Linked DNA regions of Mus musculus: region 1 is linked to region 2. The links are chromatin contacts, called in public HiChIP or PLAC-seq maps. All regions are on one chromosome and are shown on one strand. Each heading gives the region's core, a stretch centred on a gene start, on an enhancer-like site or on the middle of the called end of the contact. The rest is flanking DNA. Distances are from core to core; before and after follow the strand shown.

Evidence for each region. HiChIP or PLAC-seq counts read pairs in DNA pulled down with a chosen protein or histone mark.
Region 1: a contact with region 2 is called in an H3K27ac HiChIP or PLAC-seq map of T-cell acute lymphoblastic leukemia, with 4 times the contacts expected there. The contact joins two enhancer-like sites. A contact is called at or near these places in 2 of 484 Hi-C or Micro-C datasets (the 3T3-L1 cell line and CD4 T cells) and 3 of 115 datasets of contacts at active chromatin or transcription factors (T-cell acute lymphoblastic leukemia, embryonic stem cells and pancreatic cancer cells).

The regions. Positions count from the first base shown.
Region 1 is chr15:4,042,488-4,045,187 of GRCm38.p6, forward strand. The region is part of intron 3 of Oxct1 (3-oxoacid CoA transferase 1); the gene reads left to right. Among named protein-coding and RNA genes, the nearest start is that of BC037032, 16 kb to the left of the region's middle. Within about 2 kb of position 1,359, at least 77 of the 459 cell types and tissues checked have an H3K27ac peak or open chromatin away from gene starts, as enhancers often do. A contact at or near this core is called in T-cell acute lymphoblastic leukemia, where this site is marked.
Region 2 is chr15:3,232,948-3,235,647 of GRCm38.p6, forward strand. No RefSeq gene overlaps it. Among named protein-coding and RNA genes, the nearest start is that of Gm30057, 17 kb to the right of the region's middle. Within about 2 kb of position 1,419, at least 97 of the 459 cell types and tissues checked have an H3K27ac peak or open chromatin away from gene starts, as enhancers often do. A contact at or near this core is called in T-cell acute lymphoblastic leukemia, where this site is marked.

The DNA of each region.
Region 1 (2,700 bases), core at 109-2,608, 810 kb after region 2:
TGTAACATGGGGTAAAAAAAGGAAGCAAGTAAGCAAGAGGATTGGGAACCAAGTAGGGAGGCTGCTGTCAGCAATCAGTGGTGTAATCAGGATGATGCTAAGGTCGCCTCTGAGCCCACACTTGAAGGATGTGAGAGAGGAGCCAGCCGTGCAGAGAATAGTTTCAGAGACAGGAAAAGGCCCTTGGGGAAGCATGTCTGGCAGGACCTGGGGAGCTGAAGGGACAACAGAGAGGCAGAGAAGTGACAGAAGACTAGCCCAGCAGGAATGATGTCAGAGACAGAGAAGGCGTGCAATTGGCAGGCTTTGCCTGCTGCTCTAGAGCACTTTGCTTTATTCCGAATGAAGGCTACCTTTGCAGAGTGGTGGCCCTTTCTACTTCTATGTTTTATAAAGTGTTATTTGGCTGCCATATTCAAAGTAGATTGTAGGGGCAGAAGCAGAAGAAGCAGATGAAGCAGATGAGGTTGCCCTAAAAGATGGTACCAGGTAGAACGGGGAGCAAGAAACGGTTTGATGCCTAAACAGGTTGTGGAGATAGACTTGGTGGGTGGAGAGTTAAAGATCACTCCTCTAGGTTTCTTTCTGCCCATCTCTAGGAGGGAGCTGCTGAGCTCTGCTGCGCACCAGGCTGCTGAAAGAAGCTAAGTTAGGAGGGGGAATTGCTAACGTCAAGCAGGGCCTGAGTCTCAGGAGCAGGTTAGAGGAAGGGTGCTTGAGGAAGGGCGTGGAAGAAAGAGAAGGAGGAAGAGGAAGGAGAAAGAAAACCAGAAGAGAGAAAGAACAGAAAACTTTACTCACTAAGAAGACAGTATCTCCGGCACCTGGAGCCCTCTAGTGGACAAGTATGTTATTAACCCATAAGGCTGTTTCCCCCTTTAAAGAAGTTTTCAAAGTAGGAAACTATGGGGTGGGGGTTTGCTTACTGTCTTCTGTACTTAGGGGAAGATTGGGTAGATGAGAAGCCACAGCCCTGCCACTTCCCCTCTTTGCCCTGGGTGAGGTGAAGTCGATCTTGTGTGTGATCTCCTTCACGGACTTCATTGGAACCTGTTAACGGAAACTGCACCAGGAAGGGAAAGGAAATGCTGCTTAGCCTTTAATTTTCTTTTATAGAGAGAGAGTGAGAGAGAGTGAGCGAGAGAGAGCAAGAGTGAGAGTGAGAGAGAGCGAGAGAGAGCGAGAGAGAGACAGAGAGAGAGAAAAGAAAGAGAGAGAGAGAAAGAAAGAGAATGTAAATTGTATAGGTATTTTTATGCCTCTGGTGGGTAGGAAGCACAGATTTCTGAATGATTAACAGTTTCTCGTTAACTGTAGGCCTCGAGGGATGTGGTGTGCAGGATGCTGTGGGGAGGGGAAGAGCAAGCCTACAGATCATGAAGGAGCCCTGTGAATCGGAATGGGCACTGGTGAGCCTGTTAACAGAACATAGGCAAGTGGTCGTTGAAAGAAATGCTAGTAGTTTGTCCCACAGGCTGCCATACTTAACACCTTTGCATGTTAAACATGTGGGATGTTGCTAGGGGCCATTGGATTAATAACCCCAGTTCACTCTTCTGTTAGGTCCCGTGTGTCTGTGCCAGGCAGCTCAGCTGGATGAACCGTCTCCCCAGTGTCTCTTGATTGAGCGACCCCCCTCTTCTCCATTGCTGCCGCCTCCACCTTAGTTCAGACGCTCACCGTCTTTGACCTTTCGCTGATCTCCCTGCCTTTGATGGGGTTTTCAGAATCCATGGTATAGCCTGTCTCCTGTCAGCTGAATTGCCATCTAATCGCCTGCCATCTTCTGTCCTTCAGGATGAAGTCCCTCCAGGCAGATCACAATCAGGCCTTCCTCCCACTCCTGCCTCTAGTCCACATGCTGTTCCTTCTGAGCCCTGAGCAAGATGCCTCCTGCCTCAGGATCTCCATCTCTGACCTTGTTCTCAAACAGTGTTTTCTTTGGATTCTGTGTATTTTCACCTCTGTACAACCTTTTCCCCTTGCTAGACTTTCTCCACCCCCTTCTCCATCTGTGGTCCTTGATCTTCTGTGTTCCCATCATGTATTCTAAAGACATCACTTAACACATCCCTCCCCTCTGCTGCAATTACAGGCTTCCTGTTTATTTCCTCGGAACTCTCAGGTCTACACAGGGACAGGCATAAGCCTTCTCTGGGCTGTAGCCACACAGGCTGACATCCCTTCTCTAGGGTGGAATAAGCACTCAGTCTGGGCTTGCTGGATGAGTGAGTTGTGCAGACCACACAGCCCAGCAGAACGTGAATGTGGCCCTCAAGAGGAGGAAATACAGGCCGCTGTTTCTAAGAAGATTTCACAGTCAATCTCATTGCAGTTTTTCACATAATTTATTTTTTTATTCATATTACATCCCAGTCGGAGCCCCCCTTCCTCTTCTTCTCCTAGTCCTGTCCTTAGAAATCCCTCCACCCATTGTCCCCTCCCCACTTCTCTTCAGAGGGTTCCCACCTTGGGACTCTCATGGCAGTTTTATCCTTTAAAAAAAACTGTAGATACCTAATATAGAGTGATATAGAAAACTGACCCTACATAGATGTACCAAAGGGACTTTACAAGCTGAGTGGCCATGTAGCCAACACCTGTACAAAGAACACAGGACAGGATCAGTCTCCGGAAAACTCACTTCCTAATGCCTGCAGTCACTTCAGTCACTGGGAAGTTGTCCCCCTGCCCCATCTA
Region 2 (2,700 bases), core at 169-2,668:
ATTTTGTTTTTCCTCCTCATATTTATCAGTTTTTTGAAACCTCCTCATAACATTTTTTATCACATTCACCCCTTCCCAGACTCCTCCTAGATCCACCCCCTTTCCTAGCCACCCATCTTTGTGTCCTTTTTTATTTCAATAAAAGAAAGTTATCGGTGGTTTAAAGTATATAAGTTTTATTAATGGGAAATTTGGATGGAAGAAAGCATTTGGACTATTCGCTGAAACACAGCGTCCTTTTGGGTTCTCTAATGAATTAACTCGTTTAGCTACTGAAAGTTGAGGAAGAGCCAAAGGAGGCTTGGCTGGACCTGCTAGAAAGGGAGGAAGGCAAGAAGCCACTGCCCCCAGGGCACAGGCAGGTGAGAGAAAAGCAAGACAGGCACAACAGGAGGAGGGGCAGGAGCTAGGCTCTTCCTGCCTGCACCACCTTCACTAAATTATCCCTCCATTACACCAGTGAACAGGTCTCCTTCCTGGCTGCAGGAGTCTCCAACCTCCACCAACAGTTATGTTCAACACAACTAAGTAACCAGTACCTTGGGAGTCTGCCCATGACTAGCTTATTTTAGCCATATTTAAGCACAGCACAGTCTGGTGAAGACTTATTCTGATGATAATGAACTCAATCTTGTATGCATGTTAAAACACTTATAAATCTGTTTGAGAGACAGTAAGCTAAATAAAGACTCTTTGCAAAGTAAGTGTAACGCTTTCTGTCTAGATAGGTTCTGAAGACTGGCTGAGAAGAGCAAGGGTTTGTGGGAGGGTCTGGTGTGGTTTCTGGCCACACAGACAGCACAAAGGACACCAGGCTAGAATGCACATCCATCCATCCTCTCGCAGCCTTCTGGATGGAAAACAGGTACAGCATTCCTTCCCTTGATGGAATTACCCTGTAAGCTAACAAACATTCCAGGTTCCCCTAGTACTTATTGATAGGTTATTTCTCCGCAGCCAGTGAAATTAGCCAAATTAGATTAGATTAGGTTAAAGGCAAGTTTATTGGGAAGCTGCTCTTGGGTGGGTAGGTTCACTTGCCTCAAAGATTGAGGCCAGTGGAGTTGCCATGGGGAAAGGGGAGGGGAGGGGAGGGGAGGGGAGAGAAAAAGGGAACAGTCACAGAGACAAGGAGGAGAAAGGGAGAGGAAGAAGAGAGAGAGAGAGATTGAGAGAGAGAGAGAGAGAGTCTGGATTATACAGAGAAGAGCCTCTGTGGGGAAGGGCAGCCCAGCCCCTGGACTGGAAAATTCAGGGTTGGCAGGGTTGGGGGCAGGTATGCCAGGTAGGGACTGAGGGATCCTGAGAGAACCAGGTCTGCTTTGGTATGTAAAATGTGCACCCAATTCTCTTGTCCCTGAAACCATTCTCTTGTGACCACAAGGTTCCCTTTTGCCACACACTTCCTGTTTCTCTCCTCTCTGTGGTTGGCACACACAGCACTATTGACTGTTGTCCTTGGTTGCCTGCTCCATCAACTACTGATCTTATGTTTCCTCTCTTTAGATTTTAAATTTGTTGACTGGGGCCCTGTGAATAAGATTGGCAAAGGATTGGCTAGTAAAACAAGCACAGGTATTAACATGTACACCGTGTGTTCGGAAGTGGGGAGGGGGGGTGGCTGGGGAAGGGGATGGGGTAGGTGACTCTGAGGGATGGTTACAGCCTCCACTCATACAGAATGTCTGGAGAAAACAATGATCAGAGAACTGAGAAAACAAAGGGAAAGAATTTTGAGCTTCCAGCATGGCTCAGGCTGTAGGAAGGAATCCTATGTGGGTGACCAACAGAGACAGAGACCAGTTAGCTGGGTCTGCCATGAATATTCTTCTGTCCCTTTCTCTGAGTTAATAAAGGATGGGGTTGTCCTCAGCCATTGAGGAAAAAAACTTAAAATGATACTGAAAATGAAGGAGAAAGAAAGAAAGAAAGAAAGAAAGAGAGAGAGAGAGAGAGAGAGAGAGAGAGAGAGAGAAGAGAGAGAAAGAAAGAAAGAAAGAAAGAAAGAAAGAAAGAAAGAAAGAAAGAAAGAAAGAAAGAAAGAAAGAAAGAAAGAAAGAAGAAAGAGAGAAAGAATTGCTGCTCTTCCTGACAGAGATGGTGAGGTAAAAGGATATTTTTGTGTCTGCTTCTTTTACTTTCTTACCCTACAACGATCAACATGTGAAAGTGGCATGCTTTGGGGTGATGTATTCTGCTACTTCTTCTAAAAGAGAAAACTACATAATTTTGTGGTTCTCTTATAAAAAGTAAGCAATAACAATCACCTGGGATGCTGAGGACACCAGAGTAACTCATTCAAAGCACTTAGGACACAGCTAGTAAACAGCAAGTGCAAGCAGACAGCAAATGCTAACACATTTCCAACTTAGGAAATCCTTTGAATTTCCCTAATAGAGGGTGAGGGAGAGTAAGAGAAGCTTAGGGAGAGGATTTGATCACTGCCTGGAAGGTGAGGGAGGCTATCAACAGCTATTTGTTAGACTACTCTTCCTTCTAGAAATGTCTGGAGATCGTTGAGCTCAGTTGAAATAGCTAATAACACCCAACAGTTGGTTTTACAGGTAAAGATTCTTGCTTCCAAACCAAATGATCTGAGTTTGAGCTCCAGGATCCACATGGTGGAAGGAGAGGACTGACTCCTGTGGTTGTCTTCTCACTTACATACATACACACACACACACACACACACACACACAC